4 separate regions of the Mus musculus genome follow, and regions 1, 2 and 3 are each linked to region 4. The links are chromatin contacts, called in public ChIA-PET and promoter capture Hi-C maps. All regions are on one chromosome and are shown on one strand. The core of a region is the stretch at or near the end of the contact, and the rest is flanking DNA. Distances in the headings are between cores, read along the strand shown.

The links. ChIA-PET counts read pairs in DNA pulled down with a chosen protein or histone mark. Capture Hi-C pulls out chosen DNA fragments and counts their contacts.
Region 1: a contact with region 4 is called in a promoter capture Hi-C map of adipose tissue. The contact joins two enhancer-like sites. A contact is called at or near these places in 2 of 484 Hi-C or Micro-C datasets (bone marrow-derived macrophages and liver), 7 of 115 datasets of contacts at active chromatin or transcription factors (CD8 T cells, cardiomyocytes, embryonic basal ganglia and 4 more) and 2 of 9 other capture datasets (adipose tissue and liver).
Region 2: a contact with region 4 is called in an RNA polymerase II ChIA-PET map of effector CD8 T cells, with 27 read pairs. The contact joins the promoter of Eogt here to the enhancer-like site in region 4. A contact is called at or near these places in 1 of 15 datasets of contacts at CTCF or cohesin (CD8 T cells), 3 of 484 Hi-C or Micro-C datasets (Th1 cells, bone marrow-derived macrophages and stem cell-derived primordial germ cell-like cells), 4 of 115 datasets of contacts at active chromatin or transcription factors (effector CD8 T cells, embryonic stem cells, extraembryonic endoderm stem cells and 1 more) and 3 of 9 other capture datasets (adipose tissue, liver and pancreatic islet).
Region 3: a promoter capture Hi-C map of adipose tissue shows a contact between it and region 4. The contact joins two enhancer-like sites. A contact is called at or near these places in 3 of 115 datasets of contacts at active chromatin or transcription factors (CD8 T cells, effector CD8 T cells and extraembryonic endoderm stem cells) and 2 of 9 other capture datasets (adipose tissue and liver).

What each region holds. Positions count from the first base shown.
Region 1 is chr6:97,504,944-97,507,933 of GRCm38.p6, reverse strand. Gm46970 (a long non-coding RNA gene) reads right to left here. Exons shown (of 5, transcript XR_003956336.1): 1 at 1-2,990. It also overlaps a transcript of Frmd4b not described here. Among named protein-coding and RNA genes, the nearest start is that of Gm46970, 10 kb to the right of the region's middle. Within about 2 kb of position 1,678, at least 81 of the 459 cell types and tissues checked have an H3K27ac peak or open chromatin away from gene starts, as enhancers often do. A contact at or near this core is called in adipose tissue and microglia, where this site is marked.
Region 2 is chr6:97,146,926-97,150,232 of GRCm38.p6, reverse strand. Eogt (EGF domain-specific O-linked N-acetylglucosamine (GlcNAc) transferase) reads left to right here and starts at 1,347. Exons shown (of 18, transcript NM_175313.5): 1 at 1,347-1,401; 2 at 1,975-2,356; 3 at 2,782-2,838.
Region 3 is chr6:97,448,397-97,451,625 of GRCm38.p6, reverse strand. All of the region lies in intron 1 of Frmd4b (FERM domain containing 4B), which reads left to right. It also overlaps the pseudogene Gm19653. Among named protein-coding and RNA genes, the nearest start is that of Frmd4b, 38 kb to the left of the region's middle. Within about 2 kb of position 1,620, at least 15 of the 459 cell types and tissues checked have an H3K27ac peak or open chromatin away from gene starts, as enhancers often do. A contact at or near this core is called in adipose tissue, where this site is marked.
Region 4 is chr6:97,292,712-97,295,748 of GRCm38.p6, reverse strand. Frmd4b (FERM domain containing 4B) reads left to right here. Exons shown (of 23, transcript NM_001346637.1): 21 at 1-173. Among named protein-coding and RNA genes, the nearest start is that of Gm32191, 41 kb to the right of the region's middle. Within about 2 kb of position 1,553, at least 90 of the 459 cell types and tissues checked have an H3K27ac peak or open chromatin away from gene starts, as enhancers often do. A contact at or near this core is called in CD8 T cells, Th1 cells, adipose tissue and 3 more, where this site is marked.

The sequences.
Region 1 (2,990 bases), core at 429-2,928, 210 kb before region 4:
GTGCCAGCGATGCCTCCAAGCCCCTTTCCATACCAAAATGTCCTCCTCATTTCACCTTCTTCTTGCTTCCATGTTTTATCTCCTCTCTCTGTTTCTCACAATCATGTCCAGGGTCAGCCACAGCCTTTAAATGATAAATGAATGTTATTGGCATGTAGCCATGTTCATGTATGTAAGTATTTTCTCTACCTGCTTTTCCGACACAGTAGTAGACTGGTTACAACTGAGACCATTTTTTTTTTAAATTATGGAAGATCCAAAATATTCTGAGCCTTTGAAGAAAGGTAGACCCCTAATCTAGGTCAGTAACTCTGCAGTCATACAACTACAACCTCTACCTTCCCCATGCCCTACCATGGCCAGGAGTAAAATCCTGATGTTTGGAAAGGAAAGAACTTCATCTCAGTTATGTCCACTTGCAAGGAAAAGAGGTAGGTGACTGTCCAGCCTCCACTTGTACCCAGGGTAGATGCTGCTGGCCTGCCACATGCCCCAGCCCTTCTTCTGACTGGCTGCAGCACAGGAGTGGGAAAATATCCCCCCTCCCTCGTCCAGGAGATGCTATCAGATCCGAAAAGTCATGTAAGACGACTATTAAATGTAATGGGTGTCATCCTACCTGAGATGGCATTCCTTGTGAAGTCAAGGTGATGAAACTAATTTTCTCTCTGCTTCTTTAGTACAATACCATATAGACTATGAGTCATATAATTAGGGACTATGTTGTACAAAAATTCCTCCCTTTAAAAAGTAGGCTCATTACCATGAAGTGCCCATAACATGAGAAACACGTAGAAACTAAGCCCCACTGAGAATGTTCTAGAAACTCAGCTAATACTGGCTTTACTAAATGGCTACATTGGTAGAGCCCCTGACTGTGTTTATGTTCTTTCTCTCCTGCTAACTCTTACAGCCTTTTGTAAGCAGGCCCCTGTTGCTGATTTATAAGGGGCGTAGTTCTCAACCTCTAAGGGTCACATACCAGGTATCCTGAATATCAGATATTTGCATTACAATTCATAATGGTAGCAAAATTAAAGCTATGAAGTAGCAACCAAATAATTTTATGGTTCAGGGTCACCACAACAGGAGGAACTACATTAAAGGGCCACAGCACTAGGAAGGTTGAGAATCACCAATACAGGGTAAATGCCTATGTGTGCTTTGTGTAGGGTCTGGTCATCTATGTTACCTTCATCTGCCACAAACCATATTCACGTCATAGACAGTTCAGAGATACCCTCAAACAACATGTTCATGTACAAGTGCAGGTACTTGCTCTGGAACCTGCAGTTCTTGGCGATGGGTAGGAGCTAGTTTGCACAGGCACGCATCGGCTGTTGTGGGGACCTGCCCCAGACTGCATTTGCTGCCAATAAGCAGCTGAACAAGCTTCCTTTGAGCGGGAGGTGATAGGGAAGTCGTGAGTGAGGAGGCGGCTTTGCTTCACAGTTTCTGGTTTCTTTTTTTTTTTTTTTTTCTCCACAAGTAAGTGTTTTACCAAGGAGATAAGGCGAAGCCATTTACAGGACTGGGAGAGTCTCTCCCGCTTCCTAGCATTAGCAGTTTGATGGAGAACTGGGAGGAGCCAGCCCAGCCGGCAACTCTGGGGAGGTTGGAGCCCTGTGCAGTTTGGCATCCTGACAACCAAGTTGTAAACCGTGTGTGTGGGCTGCAATCCAGTGTGGGGCTTTCCAAGAACCACTGTTCATCGAACCTGGAGCTGCAGAAGCCGAGCCAGAGAGACTGTGCGTGTGCCGTTGGCCATTTAAAAGCCGTAAGCCAACCTTGGCAAACGCTTTGACTCTTGGCACCTTTGGCTCTTGGCTCCTTAAGCCTTTTTGTGTTAAATTTATGGAAAACAGGGTAAAAAAAAAAAAGCTCTCCCAGGGAACAGAGACCTTCTAAATACTGTTTTAAGCTTTGGGGTTCATGGGATCCCAATGAGATTAAGAAAGTGATATTATTGATATATCTCGGGACAATAAAGAGGAAAAGGGAAGGCGGAAGAAGAGGGAGGAGAGAGAGAGTCAATGCTGTTGCTTTGGATTAGAGTGAAGGACTTAATAATACCCAAGGTACCACACAACTAAGTTAGTGAAAATGCAAACATATTATTTGAAGTCACATCAATTTAAAAACTGTTCCTAGTAATATACTGCATATGAGCAAGTCCAGTTCATAAAGGGACAAGGTTAAAATAAAATTATATTTCAGTGGAATGCCAAGGCACTAGCAAGCCTTTTACCCAGGCCAGAGAGCAGATCACCATGAGGTGCTTCATTGTCAGTACAAAGGAAGGAAGAACAGAGAAACAGGAATGAGCAAGAAGCTGTGATGTATCCCAGAGCAAGGAGGCCAAGGTTTGGGGGTGCTTACTGCCTTCACTGGGGTATCCCTATGTTTCCAAAGAAATGGCCCTAAGAAAGATGCTGGCTGTTCCTGCCACTCAGCACCCCTGTGCCTTCTGAGAACAAGAAAGCTTGACTGGGCCAAGTATTCCCTCCAGACTACTACTGATCAAGTTGTACTTCAAGAGGCTGTCAATCATAGCACCCCACACTCCCGTACTCTCTAACAGTTCTTGCATCTACACACGTCCCCCTTCCTCACCTGGATCAGATGATTACGATTGTCAGTCAGCACATCTCCCATGATTTAATTACTAGCTGCCAGAAAGGAGCTTGCTCTGGTTCCCCTCTGAGTTTGAGCCAATGGGGGCATGAGTTTGTGACACTGTTCATCCTGCTTACCTTGTAGCAGAGTGAGTACAATCGGCAAAGACCGCATTCAAGGGGCTGAATGCGGATGCAAAACAAAAAACAAAAAACAAAATCAAAAAAAAAAAAAAACAAACAAAAAAAACCAAGCAAACCAAAACTACACACAGCAAGACCAAACAAAACAAAATTACACACACACACACACACACACACACACACACACACACACATATACACACACACACCAAAAACAAGTCAAAAACAGGA
Region 2 (3,307 bases), core at 98-2,597, 150 kb after region 4:
AAATGACATGCTAACACAATACATACTGAACAGGATATATATTAAACAAATTATATACATATTAAACACATACACATATAAAACACAGCTGGTCTGGAACTTGCGACATAGATCAGGCTGGCCTCAAACTTACAGAGATCCATTTGCCTTTGCCTTCCAAGTGCTAGCTAGGATTAAAGAAAGGCCTTCCCTAAAGTGCCCAGCCCATGTGTATGTTGTATGTTACTGGGGATTGAACCTGGGGTCGTGCACATGTTAGGATAGCACTCATCTCCGTGGTCACTAAGTTGTCTGGGTGTCTTGAACTTCCTTTTATTTTTTATTTTTTTTAAATTTTTTCCATGACTCAGCCTGTGGAGTAGCTGGAACAGCAGGCCTGTACCACCAGTTCTGGTTTCAGTTCTCATAGTAGCTTCTTAAAATTTATAAGACATGTAAGCCTTGTGAACTGAATGCATCTGAGCATGTTTATTTTGACACCATTAATATAAGCTGGGTCCTTTTTTTCATTTATTAGTATTGTATAGGAAGGTGTGAGTATCCAGGAGGTCAGAGAACGAGGTCAGGGAGTGGGTTCTCCCCTTTCGTGGTAGGATCCTAGGATTCAACGTGGGTCGTCAGGCTTGCTCCCACAAGCGCTTTGAAAACTCTAAGCCACCTGTCAGCCCTTGAACCCTTTAATCATAATTTAATGGCTGTCTCCCCCATGCTCCAGAAGGCATGCTGGAACTGCAAGGTGTCAAGAATGGAAGAGAATGGGAGATATGCATACACGTAATCATCACCTAAACAAGCAGTTAGAAATCATCATGAAATAGCAAAAACGTAAAAATTAAACAAGAGTAGCCATTGGACTTGGACACTTCATGGACAGGTACAATTCCCTGGAATCTACAGTATTTTCACTACCCACCAGAGAGTGTCCCACTACATCCAGTCTCATTTGAAAATCAGGGCAGCAACTTCTGCTCAGAATGGGAAAGCAATAAAATTACAACCCTGAGTGATATGTAAACAGTCCCGTAGTCTGCCTGCCTACTCTCTGGTGCTGGAGACCTGCCAAGCGCCTGGAGGAGCAGCCAGGGACTTGCACCCCGGTGTCCCACGTCCCGGAGGGGATGTAGGCGGGTGTCCCCAGTGGATCAGGCTGTGGGTCACAGGGTGTCCGTAACCTTGGCTGATGGGTGTCCAAGAGTGCCTTCCAGACTCTGGTCGCTGGGTGTGGTCAAGGCATTCCGGTCCGCCCTTGAGCCCCGGGCCAAGGTGTCGCGGCAGCTCCCGGGCGCCCCCTGGCCCGGCTTGGGCGCCGGAGGTTTCCGGTTCGCGGCTGCCGGCGGTGACGTCTCGTTACTCCCAAGCTGCCGCCACTGCCGCCGCCGCCGCTCCCTAGTCAAGCTGCAGGTGGGCCCCGCGCCTTCCCCGCCTGTTCCTGGCCGGCGCCTGCACCCCCGTGGGCCCGCAGCCTGACTCTGGGACTCTGATCCCAGCCCGCGGCCTTCAGCTGGTTACCAGGAGTTGATCGGTGGCTGTAGGCTAGGGAGATGCCCAGCCAGGCCTGCCCTGTTGCCTCGATCCCCATGCTGGGGCGGAGTGGCTTCTCCAGGCACACCTGGGAGCCGAGCGTCTCCTAAGACAGCTGCTTCCCCAAGCACCCGGGGCAGGGTTGGCTGCTGCCGGGCGCGAGGGGCTGACTCCGCTACACAGGGGAGGGGTTGACGTTCCGCAGACAACCGGAGGATCGCCACAGCAGGATTGCCACTTCGGCGCCTCAGGCAGCCGAGCTCTGTCTGAGCTCTGTCTGCTTGCCTACCTTGGGACTTGATAGTCTTTGAGTCCCAGATGCACTTCATCTGTCCGCTGCTGGCTCTGTTGCCCAGCAATGCCCTAAGCCATTCATGTGGTAGTCCTAGTAACCCCAGCTCTCATGGTTTACGGCGTTCAGATTTTTACCTTTTTTTCCTCTTCTCTTTTTAGGTCCGTGAAAATCCAATCAAGCCACACACGAGTGGAGCGCGATTGACCGTTTTGTGCAAAAAGACGCGGTAGCCTAACCTACTAAAGCTTTCATCCCTGCCAAGTCTTGCCAGAGAACTCAACTCCGGGAAGGCTTTCTGCCAGGCCCTGAAGTTGTACTTTCATGCACCACAGGGAACCATCACCCAGCATATGCAAGTGGGTACATGCCCTCCCTTGCAAAAGCCAACTTTCTGATCTGCTCCTTTAGATTTTCCCCACGGCCAAGGGTTACTTTTTTCCATGAATGGTCAAGTTTTGTTAACCGGCAGAACGCATTGCAGAGCTGTGGATTTGGATACCCGAAATTTAGGACCTAGTGCTCCAAGCCGCGACCTAGAAGGTTAGTCCAAGGGCTGGGTGGCCTGTTGTGATCCTGAGGTTGGCACTGGTCCAGGCAGCCCCGGGAATCAGAGAACAGGATTACTGCAATGAGAACCAGGAACAGGCTTTGGTCCTAGGAATGTTTTCTCTGCTAATTATCCTGTTGGTCTGGATTGAGTGATGTGGTGTGAAGCGGGCTACCTCCTTCCTGCTCACCACTAGTGTCTGCTCCGTGGGTTACTATGTCCAGGGGACCCTGGGCTCTGACTTTGCTTTGAGAGACTTAGTAGTGTTCATTCACTGAGGAGAATCACGCATCTTCATCTCCGGGCTTCTGGCTAGGGATTTGCTGGTCATTTTTCTCTCTACGTTGTTCCTTTATATTAAAATAGTAACTAGTCTCTTGTGGCATGCTCTTAAGGTAACGTACTTTATTTTTCTCAGGTTTTAGGCTAGCCAAAGCATCAGCAGCTTCCGGAGGGGATTCTGAGGACTAAAAAGGTCAGTATTTTCATTATTAAGCAGTTATTGTTTTTTATCAATATGCATTTTTTTTCCAGAGGCAGGGTTTCTCTGTGTATCCCTGGCTGTCCTGGGACTCACAACTGCCTGGCACTCAGTATGTATTTTTTATTAGATATTTTCTTTATTTACATTTCAAGTTTTACCCCCTTTTCTCATTTCCCCTCTAAAAACCTCCCTATCCCATCCTCCCTCCCCCTGCTCACTAACCCACCATGCATTTTTTTAATTTTATAAAATTGCTAGTAATTTACTGTTAGATCAAGGCCCCTTGGGTTTACAAGGGATAGCAACATAGCCTTCAGGGCCTCCAAAGCAAGGAACCCCTTTAATTACTTACTGGGCAAAGGATTTGTTCCCATGATCATCACTGTTTTAACCTTATGACCCCAATAGGCCTGGAACTTGAACAGAGCATTGTATTCATAAACATCAGTGAAGGCTGATT
Region 3 (3,229 bases), core at 371-2,870, 160 kb before region 4:
AGGCAAATATTCACATTAGTTTGTAGTCCCAAAAAGGTATTTCAGCTAAAATATGTCAGTTCTTACATCTGCAGTGGCTTAGGGATGGATGGTCAGCCTTGTGTTTCTGCAGCATCTTCAGGCCGAGGTACAGTGCTCAATGCTTGAGAGGGTTAGGCAAATTCATTCCCTTTTGTTCAACAATGCCTCATCTCCACTATGTAAAACCTGGTCTCCAGTGCCACTATCTATTATCTGCCTTACATTAGGTCTTACTTCGGGGCTATTACACAAAGTGATTACTTTATAAAAGGCCTCCAGGTCACTCTGTTCAAATATTACACATGGCTTCAGTGATGATCCAGGAGCAAGGGAACTTCCTCCAACGATTCTCAGGAGAAATTTGATTTTGCAAGTATTTCCCACAAAATGGCTATGGATAAGTCCAAAAATTTGTTCAAATATTCCCAAACAAGAATTTCCTCGGTAGACAGTCCCTGAAACTCCAATCATAACTAATCCATAAGGAGAAGACACACATTTTAGTCCTTGAGAATCAAGATTAGGACTGAGGAAAAGAAATTCCTCTTTCTTGGGTGCTTTCTCTAGCTCCTCCACAGGGGGCCCTGTGTTCCATCCTATAGATGACTGTGAGCATCCACTTCTGTATTTGCCAGGTACTGGCATAGCTTCACAAGAGACAGCTATATCAAGGTCCTTTCAGCAAAATCTTGCTGGCATATGCAATAGTGTCTGCATTTGGTGACTGATCATGGGATGGACCTCCGGATAGGGCAGTCTCTGGATGGTCCATTCTTTCGTCTCAGCTCCAAACTTTGTCTCTGTAACTCCTTCCATGGGTATTTTGTTTCCTATTCTAGGGAGGAATGAAGTATCCACCTGTTGGTCTTCCTTTTTCTTGATTTTCTTGTGTTTTGCAAATTGTATCTTGGGTATTCTAGGTTTCTGGGCTAATATCCACTTATCAGTGCGTGCATATCAAGTGACTTGCTCTGCAACCCTATAGGTGGAACAACAATATGAACTAATCAGTACCCCCAGAGCTCATGTCTCTAGCTGCATATGTAGCAGAAGCTGGCCTAGTCGGACATCATTGGGAAGAGGGGCCCCTTGGTCTTGCAAACTTTATGTGCCTCAGTACAGGGGCATGCCAGGGCCAAGAAGTGGGAGTGAGTGGGTAGGGGAACAGGGCAGTGGGAGGGTATAGGGGACTTTTGGGATAGCATTTGAAATGTAAATGAAGAAAATATCTAATAAAAAAAATTTAAAAAAAAGAAATTCCTCTTTCACTAATGATAGTAAGTGAAGGCTCGCAACTTCTGCTCCATGGTAGTCTTTCATGTTTTGTTCTGAGACGTTATAATAAAACCTAAGCTGGACATCATACCAGAAGTGCTGTGGCCTCAGTCATCTTGAGTTGGTCCCAGAAAAGGATTCTAAGAACTAAGAAGGTCAAAGAACCAGTAACAGGATTTTTCTAAGCGACAAAAATCAACCTTTCCAGCTTCCTCATCTTCCTTTGCCTGCTGCTCAAAGAACTGGATGTGCTCCGTCTCTGTAACTGGCTCTGTGCCTCCTTCAGTTTTGATGACTGTTCTTCCCAGTAACCTTTTGCATAACTGAGTAAGATTGTGCTTTTCAGTAGTTGGAGTTACAACCACTGCTTGTGTTGCCAAATACTTCCATGTGACTTCTCAGTGGACTTTTTTTGCACCTCAGAAGTTCTACATTTTGGCTGTACACTAATATTGCATAAATAGCATCTTAGCAGTCCACAGGCTGCACCAGGTGTCACAAAGGGCCATGATCTCTTCCTTGTCCAGCATGCTAAGTAGGTTTCAGCTGCCCTCCGACTCTTAAGTGGCTGAGCCCCAACATCTCTCCCTCTGCAGAAGTGGACAGAGGATGACACCGCCAGTGTTGCTTGCCCTCATGGCATTCGGGCTGGCCAGAACACTTTCTTCACCTTCTGTGTCTGTGTCTGTGTCTGTGTCTGTGTCTGTGTCTGTGTCTGTGTCTGTGTCTGTGTCTGTGTCTGTGTCTGTGCCTCTCTCTCTCTCTCTCTCTCCCCCTCCCTCTTTGTTGTGTGTGTTATGTATTCATGTGTATATGTTTGTTGGTGCACACGGATGTAAAGGTGCACATGGATGTGTGTGCAAATGCTTGTGGTGACCAGAGAGAGAGACAGGTATCTTCCTTAATCACTTCCTTGTCTACTGAAGCAGGGTCTCTCAGTTGAACCCAGCCAGTCTAGCTAGCCAACAAGCCGTGGGTCTCCCCTGCCTCTACCTCATGTGCACTAGAGTTACAAGTAGGCTACCATGCCCATCCAAAATTTACCTGGGTGCTTCAGGGTACAAGCTCGGATCTTCACACTTGCACAGTGAGTGCTTTACCCACTGGGCCTCTCCCCAGACCCCTTACCCTTTGACACAGATTCTCTGAGAGATTCTGGAGATCACCAATTTGGTTGGATTGGCTGGCCAGTAATACCCCCAAATTCTCTTCCTCCCCCCTCCCCAACACGGGCATTATAGGTGCACTGTCAGTGTGCTAGACTTTTATGTGAGTACAGGGCATTTAAACTCAGGGCCTTCCTGCCTGCAAGATCTTTACCAACTGAACCATTTCCTAGAAAATAATTTTTAATCTACATGCTTAAAGACAAAAAAGCTAGAACCTGTCTCCAGCCTGCTTTCCTGAGGTAGAAAGAAGATAGGGTGGGAAAAACCCCAAAGGAGATCTGTGTGGGTACAGTGCAGACAGAGAATGAAGGAAAGTGGGTACAAACCGGGGAAAGGGATGAGATTGTGTAAGGGATGGATGTGACCGAGATCAGCTCCAAAGCTAACCTTGCCCTTTTCTCAAGAAGACTTTCCCAGACGTGCATGAAGACGTAGAGAGGTGTTCCTCAGGTCTGACTGAGGGATTTGAGATGGACGTAATGCATATATTGGGAGCATGCAGCCTGCAAGTGTTTTTACTTAATGTTCTGTCATGTGCCAGCAATGTCCATCCCAAACCAACTGTATTTGTATTTTGGTGGTCTACAGAATGGTGTTTTCTTAATGGTTCATGAAGCTTCATGTTCCCGTGGCCATTTCAGCCCTTAGTAATGATCTTGGTGGACAGTAAAGTCTGGGAACTGTGCTCAAAACTGTGCACACCTTCTTTGCCTCTGTCATCTTTTATGTCTGTAAGATAAAAAATAAAAACAGACTTACAGGAA
Region 4 (3,037 bases), core at 304-2,803:
CTTAGTTGCTGAGCACCTGCGTGGCTGGTACCAGAGGGCTTCTGGACAAAAGGATCAGGGGCACAGCCCACAGACGAGCTTTGACTCAGACAGGGGATCGCAGAGGTGCCTGGGATTTGCAGGGCTGCAGGTCCCCTGTTCTCCAAGCAGTCGAGCATCTTCCTACTCTTCAGGTAAGACTGCTGGGGGAAGCACATCACTCCAGGGGCCACCATGTATCCCAACCCATCCCAAACCACTCCTGTCCAGGGTCATAAATTGGTCCCCGAGGTCATTCAGAGTGGTGGTCATTAAGTGGACCCGTAATAAGAACTGCCAACTTGAACAGCTTTCAGAGAGCATTAGAGCCTGATGAAGCCATTTGTAGATCTGAGCCGGGCAAACACAGGATGAGGGCCCAGTCTGTGTGTTGTCCTGGCTTGGTGCTTGCTCCAGCTTTGTGCTATCTTCACCTCATATTGATAGCCACATCTCTTAAAAGTATTCTCATCACTGGAGTTTGATGTTTTGAAAGAATAAAGAGACACATAAAGTCAGCAGAAGGCATTAAGTAAGGATCACACATCCCTTCCCACTGGCCAAGATGTCATAAATCTAAAGATCGAATATTCCTGCACCTGCCTGCGTAACGCCTACAGTCATTCCGATAGAACTGGTATTTGTCAAGTATTTTTCTACATACTTTGCTTATCTTATCTCAGTCTATACTGTTCTCAACTGAATTGCTAATGTAAGGAATTTGGGAGGCTGGGGTCATAGCTCAATGTTTGCCTGGGGTTCTTGAAAACCTGATTCCATGCCCACCGTCATTACTGAAAACTCCAGGAATTTTGGTAGCTAATTTTGATCATCAAAAGCATTCTCTTTCTAACCCTGAAATGGGGAGCTGGCTACTCCCTCTGCTCCCATTTGCAGAGTACCTGCTGCACACCCTAACCTGTTCTGAGTAATTTGGAGAAATAGGAGCTGAGGACTGGTCTGCCCAGCATAGTGCTAGGTCAGTATTGAAGGACCTCAAGGTCCTTTGAAGGGTGTCATCAGCAACTAAAGGAATGTATGAGTTGAAGAAATGCATGAATGCTTAAACTACACAAAAACCTGGGTCCTAGGTGGGAATTTCCAAGCCTGTGGAACAGTCAGAGTGAGCTGTTCCTTTGTGATTCATAAGATTGTTGACAAGAGACATTGCCATGGAGAGTACTGCTTGGGTTCTATTTTATTACTATTTCTGCGACCTGGACTTCCGGGATTATCCCACCTATGACCACATCTAACACAGGAAGAGGTGTCTATCACTGTTTCTTGTGGTTTATGGCTCTGATGTAGAGGACACCTATCCTGCTCAGAGGACCTCCTGAACTTCCTCAAAGCTCAGGGTGAAGCATGGAAGGCTTTCACGGGTCACATCTGGAGAGAGTTCCCCAAGAATGAGAGCAAACAGGGGTCTGGAAATTCTTGTGGATGGCTTTTGGTGCGCACGCAGGGCTGGGGAAACACCCACAGGAAACCAGGTGTGAGTCAAAACCCTTGAGTGTCTTGGCTGTTGGTTTTGTATCTAGGGCAAGGGTGAAAACGGAGTTACTGCTTCCTGGTTCAGACCTGGTATCAGTTCTGCTGACTGCACCACCAAGAGCATTCCTCCTTACCCCATCCCCCACCCCCTTGACGTTTTTTAAATAGGATCTTACAGTGCATCCAGGGTTGACCTCAAACTCATGAGTCCTCTCCCATGCCTGCCCTACCACACCTGGCTAAGAGCATCTTTTAGAAAGAATTAAGTGGATGAAATCAAGGCTCCCGGAAATCCCTTCTGGAATGTTCCTGCCCCTACTTTATAGCTTTGGAGATGTATTTCTACAGGCTCCGATCATTCACACGGAGAGCTACATTTCCTGTTTCTGGTTAGTCAGACTCTGCACCACCTGAAGGCTTCGTCATGACTCAGTTTCAGGAGTGATCATAGCCACCTTTTCTTGGCAGCTCTGTGTCAGGGTGCCCTTTTAATGGGAGCAGCAGGGCTGTAGGGCGAGAGCTGTGTGTTATGATTCTTATTTTACAGTTAAGGTGACTCTCTCTGGTTTAGATAGAGTTTGAATGACTGCCAGTCCCGTAGGCTGGCAGGTGACAAAGTAGGGCTTCCATCCCAGGGCTAACAGTATGACCCCCGCAGGCTTCAGAGCCCTTCCCTCGGTGCTCAGTCTTGGAAACCCTCCGTGAGCATCCTACATCTGTTAGTGTAAATCAAGTGGCATTGTGGCCAAAGACGCATTGTGAAGTTTGTCAGTGGCAAATGCAAGTGGCTTGTGGGTGTGGAAAGAGGTCAGTGGACAGAACGTGAGGAACAGGAAGAACAGTGAGCAGGGCTGTCTGTGAGGCTTAGACACACACAGAGCTGCCGAGTCACCTGTGCAGCCCAGGCATGGGGCAGGACTGGTTCCACAAAGAGAAGAGCAGAAACCCAGTGATAACCAGTGACACCCAGTAACATTCCTTCAATCAGGCTCTGCTTCCAAATTGTACCCTTGTCATCTCCTGGATCCACCCTTCTGCAAAGCTAGCCTCTTCCACCTCCTGCTAGCTTCACCCTCCACTTTTCAGTCAACAATAGAAAACGCCCTGCCTTACCAGTGGCCAGTGTTGCCTTCAGCAGTCAAGTCTTGACAAGTGACCTGGCTGAAGGCTTTTCCTCCACATTCCTCTCGACGGATTCTCAAGTACCATCTGGTCGGATCTGAAGCCCAGGTGGCAAGGTTCTCTCCCTTTGAGAATCCACTCCCTTTTCCTTCTGGGCTACTTCAAAACGGGTGTTCTTGAAAATAATTCTGTCTTCCCTTTGGACTAACTCCTGTTAATAGTAATACTTACCATGTTGCGAGCCTTTATTCTGCACTAGGCTAACTATGTTCATCATAACCTTCAGTCCTGGTGCTGTCACCACAGAAAATGTACTTACCCTCTCCACAATAAGAAAACTGAAGCTTCAAAAGGAGGAGCTATTTGCCCAAGTCACTCAGCCGGCTATTAACCCAGAAAATTG